Regions from separate parts of the Mus musculus genome. Here regions 1, 3 and 4 are each linked to region 2. The links are chromatin contacts, called in public HiChIP or PLAC-seq and promoter capture Hi-C maps. All regions are on one chromosome and are shown on one strand. Each heading gives the region's core, a stretch centred on a gene start, on an enhancer-like site or on the middle of the called end of the contact. The rest is flanking DNA. Distances are from core to core; before and after follow the strand shown. Region 1 holds the start of Armc5 (armadillo repeat containing 5). Region 2 holds the start of 4930456A14Rik (a long non-coding RNA gene). Region 3 holds the start of 1700008J07Rik (RIKEN cDNA 1700008J07 gene). Region 4 holds the start of Setd1a (SET domain containing 1A).

Region 1 (2,947 bases), core at 272-2,771, 1.7 Mb before region 2:
CTTCCATGTGAAGCCTTGCACAGGGACGGGTACTGTCCCCGAGAAGCACCAAAAACAAAGTATAAGCCACTTGCTCAAAAGTGAGGCAGGAGTCAGTATCTACTTCTGGTCTGGGCAGGTCCAGGTCTAATTTATGGAGAGAGCAGTGACGTCACATAGCATCACACCTGAGGAGATGAGTGGCGCTGCACCATCACAAAGCATGTACTCAGAGGCCTGGCATAATGGAAGGGCAGCGCAGATACTGTGGGTTGGAACCTTTCTAAGAAATGGGGGCGGAGCACTTACCCAAAGGGAGAATGCCTCCAAGTCTCCGCACTTCGGCCCGGCACGCCCCTTCTGTACAGCAGTTGGCTAGAATGCTGAGCGCCAAATCCAGCGTCTTGCGCAGGCGCATTGGCAACGAAGGCGTCAAGAGCGACTCGGCAGCGGGGGCGTGGCCAGGGGTAGAACCAGCTGACGCAACCGACGAAGGGGCGGAGCCAGAGGCTGCTTGGGACGGGGCGGGGCCCGCAGCAGCCGTTCGGCGGAGCAGGGCGAGAAGGGGGCGGAGCCCGCCGCGTGCCCGGAAGCGCTCAATCCCCTCTGCCGCCTTGATGTGGCGCGTGCGAAGAGCTAAGAGCGCGCGGCCCAGGGGTGTCTCGTTGGTAGCTGGGTCCTTTCCCCCACCTGGCCCCTCCCCGGCCGCCGCCGTGAGCTGCGCGAGGCAAAACGAGAGCGAGTCCGTAAGGGCCGGTCTCGCAGCCGCCATCTTGGCCCGGGCCTCAGGCTCCGCCCCGCGTCTCGCCGGTACTCTGAGAGAGCGGAACTGGAAGAGGGGGGCGTGGCCAGGCTGCTCCTCGGAATAGCGCCGCCGCAGTTATCTTGCGAGTCGGAAGTTCAAGTTCTAGATTCTGGAACTCCGGTACTTGCACAGTCGCAGAAGACATGGCGAGAATGGTATTTATCTGTGGGAAAGTAAGAGGCGCGTGCGGTGCATGCTGGGATATGTAGTCGGCGCCAAGCTTAGTGCAGTTTAAGTGGGTGAGAAACTCCTCCCGGGGCCGAAGAGTGAACTGTTGCTCCTAGGATCAGACGCCCCGCGGTGGAGTCTTAGTGCTGTCCTGTGCTCCCCAACGTGACTTAGCCACTTCGCTCCCGGTACGTCCTTGTCGGCGACGTTCAGACTTGATTGGCAACCCTCAAAGCGCGGTGATCAATGGCTCCGAAAGCCGGACTGACAGACTCGCAGAACCCCAAGCCGTTTCAAAAGTGCTAAGTTCCCGACAGAAAGGTCTCGCCAAGCGAATGAAAGAGTTAAACCTACCGGGAAAGTTCGCTGCCACTTCCTAGAGTCTCTCGGGCTTGGGGACCTTTCCGTTTCCGGTACCGGCCTCCAAGCCTCCAGTGCCCCGTTCTCCAACTGTGCTGATGAGTTAAACGGGTGGCATTTAGGAAACCGAGCGCTTTTCGGCCGCAATGGAACTTGCGGCTCCAGAAGTGACCAGGGAGAATCTAGATGGGGCTAAGCTGCTGGAGAACCGGACGTCAAAATTCCCGGGAGCCCCCAGGTCGCCCCTGGATCGCGAGACCGCGCTACATGAGCGCCCCCTCCTGGCGCGGCCGGAACAACCAGCCCCCGTGGAAAAAATGCTGGACCAGCAGTACTTATGTAGGTCAGGCTCTGGCCCCAAGGAAGAAACCTTTGTCAAGACCAGTGATCCTGCAGTCCCCAAAGCTTTCAAGTGTAGGGATTGTGGGTTGGCTGTACCCAGTCTCTCTGATCTCATTCACCATCAAAGCAGCCATGGGTGTGACCGCCCTTACAGCTGTCCAGAGTGTGACAAAAGCTTCCGGCGTGGCTCAGATCTGGTTAAGCATTACCGAGTTCACAGTGGTGAAAAACCATACCCCTGCCCAGAATGTGGCCGTTGCTTCAGCCTCAGCTCTAATCTCACTAAACACCGTCGTTCTCACTCAGGTCTCCGGCCGCACAAGTGCATGGAGTGCGGAGAGGCCTTTGGTCGCAGTGCAGACCTAGCAAAACACCAGCGGGTGCACACTGGGGAAAAGCCCTATGCGTGTGCTGAGTGTGGAAAGACTTTCAGGGTTAGCTCCAACCTGATCCAGCACCAGCGAACTCACACTGGTGAGAAACCCTACCGCTGTGGCCTCTGTGGCAAGAGTTTCAGCCTGAGCTCTAACCTTTTACAGCACCAGCGCTGTCACACAGGCGAGAAACCCTACTTCTGTGCCTGGTGCGGAGACAGCTTTGGGCGAAGTTCCTATCTGCTAGAACACCAGCGTTCACACACGGGTGAGAAGCCCTACAATTGCTGTGAGTGTGGCAAGAACTTCACCAACAGCTCAAACTGCCTACGGCACCAGCGCACTCACAATGGAGAACCGCCCTTCAGGTGTCTTGAATGTGGTCGTGGCTTTAGTGAGATCACCATGTTCACTGAACACCAGCGCATCCACTTGAGCAAATGACCTTTCCAGAATGTGGCAAAAATCTCACACCACAGTTCCATCAATGTTCACACATGGGCAAGAAACCCTAGAAGTTTCCTGATTGCAGCTAGTATTTTTGTGGACACCAGCCTATGCACACAAGCAAAGGCCTTTCATTTGCAGGTTTGTCAAGAGCTGCAGTCAGATTTCCCACTTGCTCTTCTACCAGGTGACCCACATGAGCAAGAAGACCTCCATCTGCCCCTTAATAAGGCAAGCCTTTGCCCATAACGCTTAGCCTTGTCTAACATCAATGGGTGTTCCAAGATGAGAGTTTCTGCAGTTATCCCTGGCTTCAATGAAGGGACCAGAGTGTTGTTAGTTTTTTTTTTTTTTTTTTTCTTTTTTTCTACGTCCCGAAGGTGACTTAACTAAGGGCCACTAATGGGGTTCACAAATGGCATCTGGGTTGAGCCACAGGCTAGACGAACAGCACTAGAGCTGTGTCTGCCTT
Region 2 (2,963 bases), core at 25-2,524:
CCGCCGGCACTTCCCCTTCCCGGCTTTGGCCCCGCCCACCCTCGTTGTGAAGCAACCGCGGCCGCCAGCATTTAAGGTGGCTCAGAACCTAGAGGTGCGCTAAGCGCCTGCGCGGCTCCTTTTCCGCCCCAGGGGCTAGGCCGGTCGGAGCCACGGCTCGAGCCTCTCCTCTGTTCCGGAACTAACCGCCTGGCGGCGCTCCCCGCGCCCCTCCCCCGCCGGCGCTTCCGCCCGCGCTCCTCCCTCTCCTTCTCCAGCGACGCGCACGCGCGCCAGGCCGGCTCGCGCCCTCTCGCTGTCCACCGGCCCGCGAGATCCCCCCTCCCCTTCCGCCTCGCGGCGCTTCCTCGCGCCGCCGTCTTCTCGATCCACCCCTGACACCGCGGGGCTCCCCCCGCCCGCCAACGGCGGGTCCCCTGCTTGGCGATCTCTTTCGCTTCCCGCGCTCTCCAGCAGGGGCCCGGCCCCAGGCCCTCTTTCCCTTCCCTCTTATTTCTCTTCCGGACGCTGCCATCATGTTGAAGCCTCAGCCGCCACAACAGACCTCCCAACCCCAGCAGCCGCCCCCCACGCAACAGGCCGTGGCTCGCCGGTCTCCCGGCGGGACCAGCCCTCCCAACGGCGGCCTCCCGGGACCGCTGACCGCCACCGCGGCTCCCCCGGGGCCTCCCGCAGCGGTCTCTCCGTGCCTGGGGCCTGCAGCCGCTGCCGGCAGCGGACTTCGCCGCGGAGCCGAAAGCATCTTAGCGGCGTCAGCGCCGCCGCAGCATCAAGAAAGGCCAGGGGCAGTGGCTATCGGCAGCGTCAGGTGAGGACGGGGCTTCCTGGCTAGGGAGAGCCCGGGAGGCAGCGCCCCGGCTTGGAGCTGTTGAGGGGGCTCTTGGGGGCCCAGGACCCCGTGAAGGAGGGGGTGGACCCTCGTGCCAACAGGTCGGAGAGAAAGCTCTCCGGGAGGTCTCCAGGAGCCTGGGGGCAGCGCTCGGCTCTCTGGGCCTAGTCACCTCTTGGGGGTCTGGGCCCTGAGGGGAGGCGGGGCGCATCCCGCCAGCTCCGTCGGCAAAGGGTGTTGGGGGGGTTGAGGAGGTGATGGGGTCCCTAGCTCCATTACCACGAAGGATCTCGCGGTCCCCGGCTTCAGCCAATGGGGAGTCAGCTGCATGAAGGGGTCCCCGACTGTAGCCAATGGGGGGGGGGCGCGCGGCCCACAGTTTGGCCAATGGGGAGGGAGGGACTTGGGAGCGGATTGTTCCCTCCTCTTCCCGGTGTAGCCAGTGAGAGGGGGACGGGGTGGGCGGGGGCGCGGAAGCAGCGGCTACTGGGAAGACTGCGGGCTGGGAAGCTCCTGCGCGCGCGCTCCCCGGGCGTACGTGCGCGCGGATGCTGTCTTATGACTCGGGCATTGGCTTGCCCCGGTAACACGTAGAGCAGAGGCGGAGGAGGGAGGGGTTATTTGGAGGGTTTAGGGGCGTTTGGTGTCGGTGAGTGGGGAGTGGGTGCCCTCGGTTTTTCTCGGTGTGTCAATGCGATAGAAAGAGGCACTGGACGCAGGCGCAGTGGCTTCTGTTCTAGAGCGGGTGGTGGAGCGCGATGGGCTGTAGTGCGCAGGCGCAGACCGGGCGAGGCATCCCGGTGGATGGTTTTTGCGGCTGCGCGGTCCCCCAGCCCAGCCAACGGCCCCCTCCTCGCCCTCCTCAACTGCCGGTTACATCAGCCGTCGAGGAGCTGTGTTACCTGGCGTTTGGGGATCCCTTCAGAGTGGGTAACAGGCTGAATGAAAATAATGAGGGCGAAAGGGTGGGGTGTGGAGAATATACTTCTCCTGGGATTTGGAATCCAAGGCTCCTGAAAGCTTTTTTTCCTTTGGGAGGTAATGTGTCTAAGCTCAGAGGTGCTGCGTTTGGGATGCCCGGGCTTTCGCCTTCACAGCTGAAGTGTGCTGTTGGTTTAATACTATAGCAGTGGTTTATCGGAAGAGTGAAGGACTGTCCCTTAGAGGAAGTCAGGTTGTATTGCACTGACTGTTAGGAACATTTGACAGCTATTGTTTATTGAATATTTTGTTGACTTTTTTAAAATCTTGAATTCGGAGAAAATGTTTTAGCAGTTAATGCCTACTTTCTTCTTTAATGTGAGAACTTGAAAAGTCTTGCTTGTTAATCAGTCTATAGCCTAAATCAGCAAGTTGACCTGGTACATTGGTCTAGGGTTCACTACTAATTAAAACTATTTCTCTCTTTCTTTTTTAATAGGGGACAGACCACCGGAAAGGGACCCCCACAGTCACCCGTGAGTGCCTTCTTTTCCTCCTGTAAAGACACTCGGAAGACAGACAGTGTGGGACAATCTGAGAAGAGAGTATTCACCTGCTGCCCTTTACTTTTTTCTCGTGTGACAGGTGTTTGAAGGTGTCTATAACAATTCCAGGATGCTGCATTTCCTGACAGCTGTAGTGGTAAGTAACAGCTTTAACCTGGGTGTCTGAGGAATATGCTGTTTCAGTTTCTTAAAATGACTAAATGGTTCACCTTGCTAGGGTTCTACTTGTGACGTAAAGGTGAAAAATGGCACCACTTACGAGGGCATTTTCAAGACTCTGAGCTCAAAGGTCAGTGTACTCAAATTAGGAATTTCTGAAGCTGTGAAGGAGAGTGAGATTGAGAGTGTGTGTTGGGTGACAGCGGGCAGTTTTGAGGCTTTTGCTAAGTTCTCTGGTTGACATTGGGAAATACAGAGTGACATGGGCATTTGACGTTGAAAGACTAGAAAGCTTTAAGAGCGAATCCATCTTCTCCCTCTGATACTGACCCTGCCATGTTGGACTGGGGCTTTTGTAGTTTGAACTGGCAGTTGACGCGGTGCATCGGAAAGCATCTGAGCCAGCAGGTGGGCCTCGCCGGGAAGACATTGTGGACACCATGGTGTTTAAACCAAGCGACGTTCTGCTTGTCCACTTCCGAAATGTT
Region 3 (3,293 bases), core at 492-2,991, 1.0 Mb before region 2:
GCCTGATCTACAAGTCAAATTTTAGAACACAAAGGGTTACAAAGAGAAACTCTGTCTCGAGAAAACAATGACAACAACAAAAAAAAAAAAAAAAGAGAGAGAAAAAAATGAAAACAAAACAAATAAGCAAAACCAAACTAAACAACAACAACAAAAAAAAAAAACATAGAAAAACCTAATACTCTTAGTGCTCTCCCTAGTAGTGCCTGGGTAACACCTTCCCTTATTCAGCCTCAGTTTGGTTGTACTATCACCAAACCCTACATAGAAAACACATGCAGTAATCATTCACAACCTATTCTCTCATCATGTCATACAGTTTCTCCCATTAACATCAGCACACAAAATTTTATCTGAAGGTGAGCTCACCTGTGTGAGCAGAGACCACACCCCCTGTGAGAGTCTGCACTTCCACGGTGCCGTGCTGTACTGAAGGAAATCACACCTAAAACAGGAGAAGCAGCAGCAGTGAGGACACGACCCACATGTGTCAATCCATACTCATCTAAGGTTACGTACACCAGCTTTATTGGACTTTAAAATACATCCGAAGTCACTTCACAGAACAGTAACAGGGAAAGCTCATGCTTCAGAAAGTCATACAGTAAACTAGGCAAGGCTGTAGTAAATTGGGCAAGGCTCAGCCTTGGGGGTGGGGGTGGAGAAATGCTTCAGGGATTTAAGAGTATTCATTGCTCCTGCAGAGGTCCTGGGTTTTGTCCCAAGCACCTATATAGCAGCTCACAATAGCTCCAGCTCCAGTGGCCCAGATTATTCTTCTGGCCTGTCTGGACACCAAGCATGGATGTGGTGTATATACATGTTGTGGCAACAAAGCACAAAGTGTTTTGTACGGAGAATCTCACAGGGTTGTACATTCTGGCTGGGTAAGAGCAGAGAAGAAGACAACAAAACGTTTTAAAAGCTAAAAGTACTTAAAGCTCTGACAGACAACTGAAGGACAGAAACTTCTCATCTAGAAGTTAACAACGCCTCCTGGATGCCTGACAGCTTCCTTGTCTTTTCAATGAGGACTTAACAGAAATGAGGGCGGAGTTCCCCAAAACAAAAAGCAAATAGTTATAAAGTAAAGGAGGGCTATTTGAATACAGAAAGAGCGAGGTGGAACGGCCAAAGAACTTTAAAGAAAACGCTTTTCGTTTTTGGAGACAGGGTTTCTCTGTGTAGCCCTGGCTGTCCTGGAACTCACTTTGTAGACCAGGCTGTCCTCAAACTCAGAAATCTGCCTGCCTCTGCCTCCCAAGTGCTGGGACTAAAGGCGTGCGCCACCAACCGCCCGGCAAGAAAGAGCTTTATAAGCAGACTTAAGTGAGGAAGGCGCCAAGGAGCCCTAACAGCCGGAAACAAGCAGGGTTAATAAAGTATTCAAGATCCGGAAGCATTTGCCTAGTTAATTCCTTATCTAGGTGTTGTGCTGCCTTGATTCACCCTTCAGAAATTCCAAGGATTGGAGGTAATCCAAAACCATGAGGCCCCAACTATGGACTCCAGCCTTCTTTATGACCTCCCAATACCCCCCCACCCCCCCCGCAGTGGACTGACCCAGCATGACCCTTGACCTCTGCCAAGTTTTGACTCCTCAGACGGCGGCCCCGCCCCCTCGCGGTCGCCCACCCCACCCAACGTGCTCGACCGGCTGGGGGAGGCGCCGGCGCGTGCGCGGCCCGGAGGCGGGGTGAGCCGGCGGCGCGCACGGCCAGATTGGGGAGGGGAGGAGGGGGGGATTCCCGCCAGAACCCGATCCCATAGACCGGGTCACAGGACTCAGATGTCCGCGTCCGTCGGCGCCCCCACATCCACAGACCGCAAAGAGCTCGGGAAGGAAGGGTTCGTGCGCCAAGTCTCGGGCTCCTAAATGGCTTATGGTGGGCGCGCGCCCGGACTACTCGTCCCGTGCACCCCTTTCCCTCGTCCGCGCCCCCGAGGGGAGGCAGGTTGGTGGGCGGGCAGAAGCGCACCTGGGTCCGTCCTCTCGAGGGCTGCTCGTTCGCGCACGCGTGCGCAGAAGGGCAGGAGGGGGGCGAGGCGCCGCTCTGACACCAGGTGCCGCTCGGCCCGACGCCCTCCCCCCCACCCCCGGCTCCGGGAGCGCGCGCAGGCAACCTCGCTCGCCAGCCCCGGGGCCCCGCCGGGCGGTGCGCGCGCAGCACCCCGGGAAGGTGGGAAGCGGCGCTCGCAGATGCGCGCGCAGGCACCCGTCAGGGGAGGGGAAAGTGTGGGGCCTCCGCCATCTTGTCTCCCTCTCCTTACCTGCGTCCTCGGGGGCGTGCTCACCACCCCCCCTCCCGCCGAGGAGGGGGGAGGGCCCCCTCTTGGTCGCCGCCTTCACCACTTTAAATTCCCCTAAGGGCCGTAACACGAGCCACCCCGATGCTCCCACCGCTTCCAGTCACGCCGCGAAGAGGTGCTTGGTGAGTTGAAGAAAAAGGAGACGCTACTCCCAGCGACCCCGCCGCCGCCTCCGCTGCTCCCGAGGCCTCACCAAAATGGCCGCCGCCGTCTCGGCCGCCACCGCCACTAGCACCACCACTACCACCACCACCAAGGCTCGTTATCGCTACCGCCAGAGCGGCCCGTCTTCTCGCGATACACAGTAACTGGAGGCTGAAGGGGCGGGTAGGCTCGCGTGCTAGCGTAGGACTGTGCGGCGCAAAGCAAGGTGGGAGTTGTAGTTCGCTCCGAGGCTCCATGCTGGCCCAGCACGCTTCAATAGGTCTGAAACTCGTGCTGCATTGCAGCTGCCCACTGGGACCACCCTTTGGATTTCGGAGTTTTTGTTCTTACATATCACCCAGTGAAATGAAACAAATGAGTAGAAGAGCTTAGACCTACTGATTCCTACAGCAGTTACTTTTTGTTTTTGAAAGGTGAGGTCTAACAATGTAGCCTTGGCTGACATGGACTCGCTATGTAGATCAAGCTAACCTTAAACTTACAAAGTTGCTCCTGCGTCTGCCTGGAATGAACGTATGCACCACCACTACCAGCTGCGGTTGACTTTGTAACACCGGTTTTCCCAAGAACTCTCAAATACAAGTACCATAGGTTTGCAGTCTTTTACATTTAAGAACTATTTTGAGAGGTTGAGAACATAGCTCAGTGATTAAGAATATTGGCTGCTTCCACTTTGAGAGGACATTCTATCTCCACACTAAAGAAGCTCCTAACAGTTATTCCAGTTCCAAGGAATCCGACACCCTCTTCTGGCCTCAGAGAGCAATACACAAACACGGTGCACAGACATACACGCAAGTAAAACTCCCATTCAAGTC
Region 4 (3,122 bases), core at 174-2,673, 1.3 Mb before region 2:
CAATACCCTTGTCACCAGATATATACTAGAGTCACCTCAGCTATACATGTATACCTTCTGTCCAAAACATCTCAGTCTCACAGACACAAAAAGCAATGAGATCTGGCTGTCATAGTTCCTTCGGAATAAACACTTTGGTAGACTGTGTGAAGCCCAGGGTCCTTGACACTCTCCAAGGACCAACATGCAGGGAGACCAGCAGGCACTCACCTTAAACTTAGGAACCGGGAGGGAAAAGTCTCTGGCTTTGGACCTGACATGACAGCGGGGGTCCTGGAGGTCTTCCACGGGGGTATACTTTGAGTCCTAACAAAGAAAGCAGGAAGAGATGAAACCAGGCTGAAAATTCACCAGCCTACTGACTCTATAAAGCCCATGTAGAAGCCAACATACAGAAGAGCTGGGAGAGCTTGCTCATTCTCAAAAAACCAAACTACAGGTATAGGAAGTCTGGGTGTTGAATACTGAACAGGGGGAAGCGGGGAGGGGAGATTGGAGGTCCAAATAAGTCAAGAAAGGCTCGAGGGCACTCACACTGACACTGAAGTGGACTCCGTCATAGCGGTACACCTTCTGGGAAGGCCTGCGCAAAGCAGGGTCCAAAGCAGGATCCACTATGAGCTTGTAGTTCCGCCACTGGAAGCTCGGGGCTTTCTGCCCGTCTCCCCCACCTTCCTGGTCCATCTTTGCTCATTTACACTGTCAGGAAAAGAGGGATACGGAATGGGAGTCCACGACTTAGGCCTGACTCCCTTGCTGTCCCCTCAATGTCTAGCCCCGATTCCAGGGTCTCACATCAGTCCAGTCCCCGACACCTCAGCATGACCCGTGGCTCCCTCAGATCTTGCCCTGAGGAGCTGGGCTCACTATGGCACTCCATTCCTCTCCATCCCCAATTCTACCCTCAGGGCCCAGGCCCATCTCGCGCCCCCTTACCTTCCCGCTCTCCCCAGCGCGCCCCACTTGGCCTCCACGCAAGACCCCTCCCCCGTCCCCTCGCAGGCCCCGCCCCCTCCCGCCTCCTCACCGGCCAAGCGGCCCGGGCCGAGCCCCGCTCCCGCTCCCACACAGCCGCTCGCGTCCCCGCGCCCCGATCCTCCGAACCAGAGGTGGCACCTCTTCGGGGCGTTGGAAACACCGCGAGACCGAATCTGAGACCCAGCTTCGGTCCCTGAATCCAGGCGGGGGGGTGGGGGGAGGTAACGCGCGCCGCTGCCCTCTCCTCCCGCCCGGGCGCGTTCGGTGTCGTCCACCCCCCCCACCCCGTCGGCGCGCACGCGCGCCGGGGCCCTACTCACCCGCTCGTGGCGAGCGGCTCACCCTCCCCCCACCGCGCGCAGCACCTCAGCGGCGTGAGGCGGCGGCGGCGGCGGCGGCAGCGCGAGACCCGGCCCCGCAGCGGTGGCGGCGGCGGCGCCCCCCCACCACCACCTCCCCGGCGCGCGCACCAAACACCACCGCCACCTGCGCGAGGCCCAGCGGGCACAGCGTCTGCATCCGCACTTTCGCTACAAGGACTGCGGAGCGATCCACGGGGCCGAGGGTAGCGGCCTTGCCTCGGCCGGCGCCCTGCGAGGCTCGGGAGTTGTAGCCCAGGGAGCCTGAAGATGGGCCGCATTCCCCGGAGAGTGGACCGCACCACCCTGATCCAGCTGCTCCGGCCTTGGGGTTCCTGGCGAATCGGCGGCGACGAAAGCTGCGACGAGCCCCTGAGGGAAGGGGGCGGAGCGAGGGGGAGGACGCCAGCCAGAGCTCGGGAGATTTGAGTGGCGCGTCCAACGACGCAGATTCGCGAGGCGGGCGGGGCGAATGAGTGGACAGGATGCGCGCTCCTCGGCTCCTCTTCCCTGCCCCTTCCTTGCGCAGCCCGAATGCCTATGAGGCTGCAGTGCAGATTCGCCACCGTCCTGGGCTTTGGCCGTCACCTCTTCTCACCTGCTGTAGAGTCAAGAAAATGACGCCTGGCTCGCCAAGCCCTGTTGGCAGAGTCGACCTCTAGTCCTGGATTTTTTTTTTTTTCAGTAGAACGACTCAAGGAACAGCACACTTCCTACTTAGTGCGAAATGGTTACAAGGAAGAAGTCTTCTCGGCGTTTCCTGAAAATTTTCAGACAAGAAAAGCTGCCCAAATAATCCTAAGGAGTCGGGTAGCGAATCTGCCGATCCGGTTGTGGGCGGGGCTAACGAGAGAGGCGTGGCCAGGCGTGCGGAGCCCGGCGTAACGGGCTGCTTCCCTTAGAATCCACCAAAACCTGGGAGGGGTGGGAGGTGGAAAAATACAACCAGGAGGGGTGACTCAGGCGCTTTGCCTACCGACGCACAGAGTGAAATGATCGGTTCCTTCCCGCTTTTATATTCGGGCTCCTGTTGTTTTTCAGACAGCATGACATCGAACTTGCTATATAACGGAGGATGGCCTCGAACTCCAGATCCTTTTGCCTCTATTTCCTGAGTACCGGAATTACAGGTGTGCACACCATAACCGGTTTATAGCATGCTGGGAGATCTAACTCAGGGCTTTCTGCGTGTTAGGCCAGTACCCTAGTTACACCTCCCTTGGGCTAGTTTTAAAATGTTCCTTCTGAGCCGAGCAGTGGTGGTACACGTCTTTAATCCCAGGACCTGGGAGGCTGAGGCAGGTGGATTTCTGAGTTGGAGGCCAGCCTGGTCTACAGAGTGAGTTCCAGGACAGCCAGAGCTACACAGAGAAACCCTGTCTCAAAAAAAAAAAAAAAAAAAAAAAAAAAAAAAATGTTCAGTGGTTAAAATCAGGGTTCTGTTGAGCTTAAAAGAAACATAAAGACCCTTAAGTAGATCCTATAAAAAGTAAAGGTCTGATGTAACCCGGTTATTCTTGAGCAGTTTTTAGGCAAGGGCTACCTATGCTCATAGGATCCCGCTGCGAAACTTAAGGACAGACCTCGTTCAAGCTTCACTTGGGAACCCAAAACTGAGATCGTCCCAAGGTTCAACACCCTTTTCATCCAGCGAATGAATACAGGCTCTCTGGTCTCTGGAAGAACTGCACTCTTGCCAAGGCTTCTGAGCTGAAGATGCCTTAAGTGGCCCTCTACAAGAGCCTCTCATTATAGGCTGCTGGGCAAGCCTTTGACTTTCCTTAG

What was found. Promoter capture Hi-C pulls out the DNA fragments that hold promoters and counts their contacts. HiChIP or PLAC-seq counts read pairs in DNA pulled down with a chosen protein or histone mark.
Region 1: a promoter capture Hi-C map of liver shows a contact between it and region 2, with 3 times the contacts expected there. The contact joins the promoter of Armc5 here to the promoter of 4930456A14Rik in region 2. A contact is called at or near these places in 4 of 39 promoter capture datasets (erythroid cells, liver and pre-B cells), 2 of 484 Hi-C or Micro-C datasets (B cells and uterus), 1 of 115 datasets of contacts at active chromatin or transcription factors (astrocytes) and 1 of 9 other capture datasets (adipose tissue).
Region 3: an H3K27ac HiChIP or PLAC-seq map of embryonic stem cells shows a contact between it and region 2, with 8 times the contacts expected there. The contact joins the promoter of 1700008J07Rik here to the promoter of 4930456A14Rik in region 2. A contact is called at or near these places in 3 of 39 promoter capture datasets (embryonic stem cells, liver and pre-B cells), 5 of 484 Hi-C or Micro-C datasets (cortical neurons and embryonic stem cells), 2 of 115 datasets of contacts at active chromatin or transcription factors (embryonic forebrain and embryonic stem cells) and 2 of 9 other capture datasets (embryonic stem cells and liver).
Region 4: a contact with region 2 is called in a promoter capture Hi-C map of liver, with 5 times the contacts expected there. The contact joins the promoter of Setd1a here to the promoter of 4930456A14Rik in region 2. A contact is called at or near these places in 3 of 39 promoter capture datasets (the C10 cell line, liver and pre-B cells), 2 of 484 Hi-C or Micro-C datasets (B cells and muscle stem cells), 3 of 115 datasets of contacts at active chromatin or transcription factors (astrocytes, embryonic forebrain and thymic regulatory T cells) and 1 of 9 other capture datasets (liver).

What each region holds. Positions count from the first base shown.
Region 1 is chr7:128,235,931-128,238,877 of GRCm38.p6, reverse strand. It overlaps Armc5 (armadillo repeat containing 5), which reads right to left and starts at 1,521. Exons shown (of 6, transcript NM_146205.2): 1 at 289-1,521. The coding sequence starts at 751. It overlaps 9130023H24Rik (RIKEN cDNA 9130023H24 gene), which reads left to right and starts at 847. Exons shown (of 1, transcript NM_177001.3): 1 at 847-2,947. The coding sequence starts at 1,459. The coding sequence ends at 2,472.
Region 2 is chr7:126,500,745-126,503,707 of GRCm38.p6, reverse strand. 4930456A14Rik (a long non-coding RNA gene) reads right to left here and starts at 1,274. Exons shown (of 3, transcript XR_869939.3): 1 at 1,109-1,274. It overlaps Atxn2l (ataxin 2-like), which reads left to right and starts at 271. Exons shown (of 22, transcript NM_001361487.1): 1 at 271-808; 2 at 2,250-2,286; 3 at 2,396-2,452; 4 at 2,534-2,605; 5 at 2,835-2,963. The coding sequence starts at 516.
Region 3 is chr7:127,511,317-127,514,609 of GRCm38.p6, reverse strand. It overlaps 1700008J07Rik (RIKEN cDNA 1700008J07 gene), which reads left to right and starts at 1,741. Exons shown (of 1, transcript NR_024331.1): 1 at 1,741-3,293. Srcap (Snf2-related CREBBP activator protein) reads right to left here and starts at 2,627. Exons shown (of 34, transcript NM_001304266.1): 1 at 2,272-2,627; 2 at 370-445.
Region 4 is chr7:127,775,690-127,778,811 of GRCm38.p6, reverse strand. Setd1a (SET domain containing 1A) reads right to left here and starts at 1,423. Exons shown (of 19, transcript NM_178029.3): 1 at 1,299-1,423; 2 at 535-699; 3 at 211-306. The coding sequence starts at 684.